2 separate regions of the Sus scrofa genome follow, and region 2 is linked to region 1. A link is a contact called in public Hi-C data. All regions are on one chromosome and are shown on one strand. The core of a region is the stretch at or near the end of the contact, and the rest is flanking DNA. Distances in the headings are between cores, read along the strand shown. Region 1 holds the start of CD99L2 (CD99 antigen-like protein 2). Region 2 holds the start of HMGB3 (high mobility group protein B3).

What was found. A called contact is a pair of places that touch in the nucleus more often than the background predicts.
Region 2: a Hi-C map of embryonic fibroblasts shows a contact between it and region 1, with 2.0 times the contacts expected there. The contact joins the promoter of HMGB3 here to the promoter of CD99L2 in region 1. A contact is called at or near these places in 1 of 5 promoter capture datasets (liver) and 4 of 47 Hi-C or Micro-C datasets (brain, embryonic fibroblasts, fetal heart ventricle and 1 more).

The regions. Positions count from the first base shown.
Region 1 is chrX:122,533,894-122,538,907 of Sscrofa11.1, forward strand. It overlaps CD99L2 (CD99 antigen-like protein 2), which reads right to left and starts at 2,096. Exons shown (of 10, transcript XM_003135467.4): 1 at 1,825-2,096. The coding sequence starts at 1,891.
Region 2 is chrX:122,589,098-122,594,111 of Sscrofa11.1, forward strand. HMGB3 (high mobility group protein B3) reads left to right here and starts at 2,316. Exons shown (of 5, transcript XM_021080121.1): 1 at 2,316-2,521. The coding sequence starts at 2,500.

The DNA.
Region 1 (5,014 bases), core at 846-3,345:
GCAAGCACTCAGGAGCTGGGCTGCAAATCTGAGGGTGACACATGCCTGGTTCCCTCAACATACCTTCGTGAGGTTTTAGGCATTATATGGATGAGCAAACCCAGCCAAGTTCAGAGCACTTTCCCAAGGCTACATGGCCAGCAAGGTGGAGGTGGGCAGCCTCCAGGTGAGCAGGCATTAAGCCTCCAGCTTAAAAACAAGGACTCTGGAATTACACAAACCTGGGGTCAAATCCTAGCTTTGCTACCTGAGGCAAGTGACTTCCCCTCCATGTGCCTTGGTTTCCTCATCTGTTAAATGGTGGTGCAACCACCCTGTGACGCACCCAGCATAACCCATGATGGAGAAAATCTGTGTGAGACCCAACCATTTCTATTCTTCACCTTCTCAGTGTGCAAAGGATGCCGAAGGCTTTCAGAAGACAGCCTTGAAGAGAGTATCATTTTTCTAACTTTTTTGGGCTTCCACTTGCAAGTTTTCCATATCATTGGATGCAAGTCCATCGAGTGATTAGACTTTCCCCCACAAAGGCATTATAGACAAAACAAGCCTTAATCCCAAAGGGGAAAAATGCAACAAAAGTCAACCACCCTGTAACCTGATTTAATTCTCTTCATGGCACTAACACTATAGCATATAGATGGCGATGTTTGCGCTTGTTTTTCTCCCCAACCAGGATGTCGGCTCCCCCAGGACAGAGTCCGACTTTGGTTCACTGCTGCAGCATCAGGGTCTAGAACAAAGCCTAGCACTTTTGGAGAATATTGAATGGCTCTTCTGGAATAAGACTCCAGGAGGGCTGCCCACATGAGAAACATTTCTGCATCTTTTTGCAAAACTGCCTTGGGTACAGAATCCTCACTGGAAGGCAGTCGCAGGATACAGTTTTGTTTTTGCTGAGCGCATATGTTTTTCACCAGGTGAATCTGCCTTTGTATCAAGAAGCTCGGAGCACAATTCTGTGCTCAACTGCGGTGTTCTCCTCAACGCCTTTTTCTGATGTGGACATGAGATGTAAGTTAAGTGTAAGAAGATTCTGCTAGAACTCCTTGGCGACCCTATTTTTAACCACAGACTGCATTAATTCTAAGCTGCTTCGCAAACTTGAACGCGCCTGCGAATTACCCTGGGATCTAGTTAAAATGCAGACTCGGACTCAGTAGGTCAGGGGCGGGGCCGACATGCCGCCTCCCTAACAAGTTCCAGGTGATGCCGCTGCGGGGCCCTGGACCACACTCTGAGCAGCAAAGGTCTAAGAGACTTGCTTCCTTGATTTGGTAGAATTTCTCCCTCCTCCTCGGGGGCAAAATATCACGCATGGCTCAAAAACTGGGGTGGGCACCAGAAGCACCTGGAGAGCTGGTCACTTACACATCGCCGTTTCGCGTCCACCGCCCCCCCTCCCCGCCTAGACCCACACAGAGGAGGAGCGCGCCCAGGAAGCTCCCCAGGTGCTTCTGCGGCTGGTGGCCTCGAAGCGCATTTGGAGAGGCCCTGCTCGAGGGAATGAGGGCTCTCTTCAAGGTTTTTCCCAAAGGCAATCTCCCGGTGACAGATCCTAAGAGGGGACTACCCCGCTGTCTCTAGCCCAGCATCGGCTGGGGTCCCGGTCCCTCCCCATCAGCCACAAGGATCGCGACGGTGTCAGCACCCCCCCCCCCGCCCCACCGTCCCGCACCGCCCGCCTGCCAGTCGGCTGCGTCCGCCGCAGGCCCTCGGGTGGGGGCCGGGCCGCTCATGCGCACCACCGGGCCCACCCGGCGCCGGGCCCCCGCCTCGCGGGCCAACAGGGTGGGGTCCCCGCCCGCCCCCCGCCCGCCTTACCTCTCTGGACCAGAGTGGCCAAGGAGAAAGCGAGGCAGATGAGGAACGCTGAGCGCCAGGCCACCATGGCTGGGAGCGGGCGGACGGGGCCCAGGAGAGCAGAGTTAGCGCGAGAGCGCCCGAGGGGGAAATCGGGGAGGACCCGGGAAGGAGGAGGCGGAGCGGCGGGGGGAGCAGCCGGCTGCCACTGCAGGGCCCCGCCCAGAGCCGGCGCGCGCGGCGCGGCCCCGGCAGGGCGGAGGAGGGGCGCGCACCGACGCCGGCGCAGGGGCGCGCCCGCCGGGGACCAGGGGAGGTGGGGCGGGGCCTGCGGCTGCGGCGCGAGGGGCGGGGCGAGCCTGCAGTCTCGGGGGCGGGGCCTCTGCGCGATGGGCGGGGCTGGGCCCCGCACGCGGCCGGCGGCCCCTTTCACACCCGGCCCTCGAGAAGGAAGTCTCGGGGGTGGGCCCTGCGGGCTGGGAGCCGTGAGTTGACAGTGGCTCTGGTGCTGGAAGCGCCGGCGGCGAGGGTGTGCGGTGATTTCCACCCCGCGCGCCAGACTTCCCCACCCAGACCCGAGGCGGCGCACGTGCCCAGTGTGTTCTGCCAGCCGGGTGACCTTGGACAGGGCTTTTCCCCTTCTGGCCTTGGTGTGCTGCGGGTTAAGGGCTTTTCCCTAGGGGGTCCCTCCAGCTGCGACTTCGGGACCGAGCAGCCGCGCTCCTGCTCGCGTCGCCACGGCCGAGTTTGCTTGTCAGAAGCGCCGGCTGCCTCCCACTTGGCTGATCCTGCAGTGGGACCCTGTCCAGAAATTAAAGGAAAGGGCCGTTTTCGCGGCCAGGTTAGCAGACAGCGGCACGTCTGGAGGAAATGAGTCTGAGCCCTGGGCGCGGGGTGGGGGTGGGGGTGGGGGGTTGCAGCAGAGAGGGAGGAAGGGCGGGGGGCGGCCTGGAGCCGGAGCGCCTGGGGACTAGCGGGGAGGGACCGAGTCAGCTCCCCCGAGGCTTTGATGACTGCGCTGAAAGCGCGAGTTCACATCTGCAGAGTCGATCTGCGAATGTGCTCAGTGACGGCCGCACGCGCTGCAGCCCTTTGCCATGAATCCGCTCAAACCCAGTCCAACTCTGGGACCCGGCGAAATCACATTCCGACACTGCCTGCAACAGCGACGTGCCCGCTGCAGCCTTTGACGTGAACGCTCTTGAGAAGGGTGCCGGCTGCAGCAGGCTTTCGAGGACAAAGAGAAAGCGCCACTGCTCCCCGGAGTGTCGGAGCGGTGGCGTCGAGCCTGGCCCTCCCATTATTCGTGAGCCACATCCTCCTTAGAGGGGGCTTCTACCACCCCCCCCCCGCAGTGTCCCTTCTGTTGGCTTCTTGTGTCCCCCACCGGTCCCGCACTTCCAGAAACCTCCCCCATGCGGTGGCTTCGGCCACTCCCAGAGCCATGGTAGGGGGCAGAGGTCTCCCTAACGTGGAGACCTCTGTGACTTCTGTCCATCACTCTGAATCTTGGGGCTGCAAAAACAAAACTCATGAGTGAGCGGGTGCTTATTCTATGATCCTTAGCAGAGTATTCTTATGGGAGCATTGACAGATAGCTGCTAGTTATTGGACACACACGTGTACATGGTATATTCTGGGCTTTTGATACTTTTTATTCCTGCAACACCTTCATGTATCACCTCAATAATTAATGAGGGAAAAGGAGCAAAATGGAGCTTCCTCGAGATTGGAGAGTTAAACTCCAGTCCCATCTTGTCAAAGTCCCAACTCATGGGGTCAAAGGTGGCAGGGGCCCCCACCTCCCGCCCCCCCACCGCCAGCAGGTGAATAGCTAAGAACATGTGCTTCAGAGCCAGACGGGGTGGCAGTCCTACACTCCCCACTGCCCCTGATCGTGGGTGCCGGGACCGACTCCCGGCCAGGCCTGCCTGGGCCCCATATCCTCACCCTCCTGCTCCCCCCCGCCCCTCCCTGAACTTCTCATAGCCTGAAAACTGTCACCAGCTGGAAAACCATTTGGCCTGATAAGCATCTCCCCTGAGACGCCCACCTTTCCTGGGCACTGAGCCAGGCAGAGAAGCGTGGTGTGGGCAAACGGCCGCCAGGCCGGTCTGGTGGCACAGGAGCGGCGCAGAGGGAGCTGGGAGGGCTCTCGCTGATCTGAGTGAAGTCGGCTTCTGAGGGCGAGCCTGGTCTTCCGTCAGTCCCCGCCCTGCTGCCCCCACCCGCCCTACACACCACATCCCTGGAACTTCCCAAAGAGCCGTCACCTCCCTCTCTCTGTGCCACAAACCCCTCCTTGCAAGGTCCCCCAAGGGGGCCTCCGTCACCCATGGCCAAAATTAGACCCAGCCGGTGGCCCAAGGACCTTGCAAGGAAGGGTTTGTGGCACTCGGGCGAGAGAACAGGAACTCTGCACTCATGATAGGGAGGTGACAGCTGTTTGGGAATTTCCAGGAGGGTGGGGGCAGCGGGGTGCCAGGGGGCGGGGGGGGGAACTGATGGAGAGGGAGTCCACCAGAGGGCAGGGGCAGGGACAAAGACCTTGCCCGATTCAGGGTCACCCTTTGGCCTGAGGACCCAGGGCAGCTCAGCCCATGTTCCTGGCTTCAGCAACCCTTCCATCTGCTTCCTCTTCTCCCCCAGCCCCGTGCCCTCACCCCTCAAACCAAAGTCATTTGCGGGCATGTCGGCTCCAGAGTGGACGGGCAGGGGACCAGCACTCTCCCCACCGGCCCAGCTCCCCACTTTCTGGGCCAGTTAAGAGTCCAAACCACCCAGCACAGCACCAGGAAGGCAGCTTCTGGGAAGGGGTGCACCGGGAGCTACAACCCGCGTCCAGATGCCTGACAGCAGGGGTGGGTCTTTACCAGCCTCCTGGCGGGCGAAGGAAGAAAAGGAGGCGGTTGTTGTTGCGGCAAGTTTTTCCCCATAAAGCTAGGGTACAGACCTTTATTATGAAGTCCTGGACGTTTGGGGGGGGGGTACACAAAAGTCCTTTGTTTTATGAAAAGATGGCAGTGTTTTGTTTAATGTGCTTACTTTGCAAAATGAAAAGCTGGCAATCCTGCCTGTCCCCAAATTTAAATAAGGACACCTACTCACCAGTGACATTCACATGTCTGGGAACCCCTGGCCGTACTGGCAAGATTTAGGCCATCCAGAGGGCTAGAAGGGAAGCAGAGGCCCACAAATGAGCATTTGAACC
Region 2 (5,014 bases), core at 1,066-3,565, 55 kb after region 1:
AGCAGTGTGGACAGTAACGTGGAGGAAATCCTTTGGTTGCTGACCCACTTCTGGCTTCCAGTCAGTGTGAAAGAAGGGTGAGCCGGTCTGGTGGCACTGGTGAGGCTGTGTCATGCTAAACAGTGCTGGCTCCCGTGCTCCCCCCTCCCCTGCTGACCTTTGGCTTTGTGTGGGCAGGAGAGGTGGCACTGGCTGGCCCCACCTGCCTGGCTGTTCTGAGCCTGGAACCCTTTCTTCTGGAGGGCGCTGGCTGTCCCTACCACCTCACCAATGGCCATTGCGCCCGCAGTGCAGCTCAGCTATTTTTTGGCCACGCCCACGGCATGTGGAAGTTCCCGGGCTAGGGGTGGAACCCGTGCCACAGCAGCCACCCACGCCACAGCTGTGACAACACTGGCTCCTTAACCCGCTGTGCCGCCAGGGAACTCCAAGCTGAGCTATTAAGAAGTAGACGAGTGGGACAATGAGGGTCAAGAGACAAGGCTTCCAGCCCTGGCTCGGCCGCCGACTCCCGTGGGGCCCTCTGTGCCTGGTGGAGGCTGGGCTAGCGGGCTTCCCAGCTGCGCTGCTCGGCAGCGCCCGTCAGATGAGCGCTGGGGACGCTGGCTGCCTCTGAAGACACTTTCCTCTGCTTGGGAGAAAGAGTCTAGTTGGCATGTAATTTCCACCCAAGAGCAGAGGGGGGTGGGAGAGGGGGGGTCTCCAGGCCCTGAACCAGGTCACCTGGGAGTGAGCAGAGCGGGGCAAGGGCCCTGGGAAGCTTAAGACTCCCTACCTGTGAAGCCTGGCTCCCATACCCCTATTGGGAGGCCATGCTCTTTGTGGATCTTCACACTAAGCGCCCTTAACATATTTTAAAGGATTCTACCATCCGGCCTCAACCCTTGGGGATTGAACCCATGCTACAGCAGTGGCCATGCTTGATCCTTAACCCACTGAGCCACTAGGAAACTCCTCCGCTGATTCTTAGAAGGAGGCTGGCCTGGGTGGGCCTTGGGGATGTCACCTTTAAGCCCTAGGTGCTCAAAAGGAGACCCGGGGTGGGGACAAGTTAGGTTGAGGTGGAAGAGCCCAGCATTTCATTTTGTTTAATGACGAGGATTCCCCTTAATCGCTGGGGGAGGGGTCTTGAACTGACAGGAACGGAAAAGCTCTTTGTCACACTCTGTCACATTTCCTCCTTACTTTCCATGTTTTCCTAACCTCTCCAGACAGTGACGTGGCTTGTGGGGACTCTGCTCCGGGGTGCCCCTGTGTGGATGAGGCTGGCCTCACGGCGGCCTGATGTGGTTAACGTACTTTCCAGGGACGGAACTTGGCTCCAGACGGAAGGAGCCACCTGCCTGGGAACCCCCCGAGTCCAGGCCATGGCACGGCGAGTCGCCTTTGAGAGATGACACGGAGGCTGGGAGAGGTGAGGTGACATGGCAGGAGGCCCAGCACGAAGTCAGTGACAGAGCCTGAAGCCACTGCCCTGCAGTTCCACCCCCAGTTCACCTCATCTCCCTCCTTTCGTATGAGACACTCAATATGTGTACATGGGATTGAATGAGGAGGGTGTCTCCCGAGGTGGGACCCTGCCAGGCACCGCCTGGCTGTGTGTGCGGAGGCCCCAGGGGAAGGGATGGAAGACTTGGGGAGACTGGGCCTGAGAGAGACATGGATGCCTGGGCTGATCTGTCTGTTGCCGGGGGGGGGGGGGGGGGGCCTGATCTGTCTGTTGGCAGGGAGGGGGGGAGGGGGGTACAGGCAGATCAGGGAGCCATGGCAACCACCTGCAGGTCTCTGACACAGCTCGGCGATGTCATAGTTACTTTCTGTGAGGTTCTGATGACTGGGACCGCAGGTTTAAGTTCAGGCTGAGAGCCTCCGCTTGATTAGGAAGAAAGGCTCTCTCGGGAGCAGGCATGGAAACACTCCCTCCGAAGAGTAAGAAGCCTTTCGTCATTCGAAGTAAGTTCCCAGGAGACCAAAGGGAGGGCTCTGGCAGCGGGCGGGCAAGAGGGGGTCTTGAGGTTTGGCTTTCAAGCTGCTGCCTCCGGGAATGCCCTGGGCGTGCCCCGGTGTGAGTGTGTACATGTGCTGCTTGGGACTTCGCTGTGCTTGTGCGTGTGTGCCTCACCATCCACTCAGGGGCCCACCAAGTAGTGCCTGGTGGCCTTTGAGACTGGCCACCCTGCTTCCCACAACTTGGTGCCGGCCAACTGCTAACGGCAGTTTCCCACTATGGCCAGGACCTCAGGCAGTGGCTGGACCGGGAGGAGACTCCAGTTCCCCTTGAGACCCCCCCACCCACCTCTCATTTCTAGCCTAGAACAGCCTGACTGCACTGGGAGGCTAGGGCACCCAACAGAGGGGAGGTACTGGTCACACGTGGAGGCCCTGCTCCTCTCTGGGAAGGACAGAAACAGAAGAGGAGGGAGCGGCTTGGGCAGGTTGGACCCTGAGAACCTGGTTGGAGAAGAAGCTGGAGCTGTCTGCCCTTCGAAGAGACCTGACATGCCAAGGAAATATCTGAAGGGTGAGGGATTGAAATGTGTGTAGGATGGTGACCCCACGGCTCAGAGATAGCCCCAGATGGAGAAGAGAGCCCAAAAGGGAGGTGGTAAGCTCACGATGAGTGGAGTGTATGTGAGCTGAAGGTAGGCAGCCGCTCGGCTGGCTCTAACAGGACAGGTGTTTAGACCGGGGAGCCTTAACAAGTCTGCACTCCTGGGAGTCTGTAAGCCGGAGACCCGGGAAAGTGACTTGATACTGTAGCTCTTGTCAAAAGCAACAGTATCTTTGCCCTTTAGTCACAATCGGATCCCTATTGAGAGCCCCGCAGTGCCAGCTGCTGGGGCTCAGGCTTGCCCAGGAGGTTCAAACATCCCTTAGAGGTGATACTGCTCCCGCCCCCACCCTCCCACACTTTGAAAAGCGTTGCCCCCCCCCCCCCCCCGCAGAGTGACTTGCTCATGGCCATACCACCCAGTGACAAAGCCAAGGCCGAGTCAAATCCCCTTCACTCGTTCCCAGAACTTTTATTCTTCAACAGGGTGTGTGTCCGAAGAGCAAAGGGAACGCGGGCCTGAAGTGAAGCAGTGAAGAGGGGACTCCCTGCCCGTAAAACTACCACTTCTCACGATTTCTCTTCTTTCGCCAAACTCTTTTTCCTCCTCTAGCCCACCTAGCTCGCTGTTTCTGCAGTTACGGCACAAATTGACTTTCCGGCAATTAGTGGAAAGGGCCTAGTCGAGCACGATCCGCGGGAGCAGAGTCAGGTCCTTTCGGGGCGGGGGCAGCGGGGTGAGAATGCCAAAACCCCCGAGGTCTCAGTGAGCTAGTAGCCGCCTTCCGCCTAGCATACAAGAGCGAGCTGCCGCCAGGCCCCTGCGGCGGAGTCACGGCGGAACTCGGCAGAGGTGGAGGACCGTCGACCCTCGCGGTTGGTCCCCGGAGGCGTCCCGGGGCAAGGGGGCTGCCTGGGGGCCAGGGGTCGGGGGTGGGGGCGCACAGGCCGCGGCGCAGAGGGAACAGAGGGCGGCGCAGCCGGGCTCGACCTCGCCCTCCAAACATCAGAGGCTGAGGCCGCTGGGAATGGCGGGGCCAGCTCTACTAAGTCCTTTGAGATCCCAGGTCGGTTCGAAGAAGGGGGTGCGGGGGGAGGTGGGAAAGCGAGATTATTATTATTCCTCTGTTTTGCCTCGGAAGCCAGCACCGGCGGGTCGTTCTGTTTGAATGAATGATCCTAGCGGCTGCGCCCAATGGGCGCCCGCGCCTGCTTAATATTCATGAGGCCCGCAGCCAATGGCCGGGCGAGGAGGCTGTTTTAAACGGCGGAGCCCGCTGGCCAATCAGGCGGCTCTCGTGAAGGCAGCTAGCGCGAGGCTGTGGAGCGCTGAGCCGCGCGTCGTGCCCTGCGCTGCCCAGACTAGCGAACAATACAGGTACGTTTCGCACCGCCCGCCTGCCCGCCCGCCCGGCCGCTGCCGCCGCCGCCGCCGCCGCCGCCGCCGCGACCGCACAACTTTCCGGCTCGCGCCGCCGCGAGCGCGCTCCGCTGCCGCCGCCCCCTGCCTCTGCTCCCCGCGCCCTTCCCGCCCCCTTCGCCTTCCCTCTCGCTAGGTGCGGGAAGGCAGAAGCAATTCAGGTGTTTCAACTTTTCTGTGCTTCAACCCGAGCTCCCCGCTGTCGGGGCTGGGCTCCCTCGGCGGAGCCACCCTCGGCCGACGCCCCCCGGGGCAGCGGCCCGGGGACCCCGGCCCCCTGAAGCCAGATGTTCGGGCAGCTGCGGCGGCAGCGGCAGCGGCGGCCCGAGCCGAGGGGCGGCTGCGGCTCGGGCGGCGCGCGTCCCGGCGCCGGGCGGCGGCCTTGGGAAGGGGGCCGGCGCTCCCCGGCCCGGGACGCGCTCCGCGGGGGGCGGCCAGCCGCTGCCTGCCGGGGGCTGCGGCGCAGGCAAACTTCGCTCCCGGGCGCGGCGGGCGCCGCGCGGACCCGCGGGCTGCACTGCTGCTTCTGCATTAACATGGCCGTCGCGGGAGCGCCCGGCGGCCCGGGGGGGAGGGCGCGGGCCGGCCGCCCCCCGCTCGTCGCCTGCCCGCCGGGCACCGCCGCCGCCGCCGCCGCGAACATGGCTGGCGCGGTGCTGGGCTCCGGCGAGCGGAGGGCGGCCGGGCGGGCGAGGGCTCCTGGGCGGGCTCCGGCCTCGGCCCCGGCGCCCGCGGCCTGGGGCCGGCGGCTTGGAGGGCCGGGGGCGCCGCCGCGGGCCCCGGCGCGGCCGAGCGTCATGGCCGCACGGGCGCCTTTGTTATCCCGAGGAGTGCGCCCCGCGCCGGCGGGGGGGGGTGAGGTCCGGCCCGCGGCCCCCGCAGCCCCGGGCGGGGTGGGGCGGGGTGGGGGCTGGCGAGCGGGCGGCGGCGGCGGCGGCGGCGGCGGTGGCGGTGGCGGCGGGGCCCGGACCGCTTTGTTCGCCGCCGCCGCCGCCCGCGCCGGCCGCGCGCGGATCAGCCATTTTAGCGAGCGGGGCTCGGAG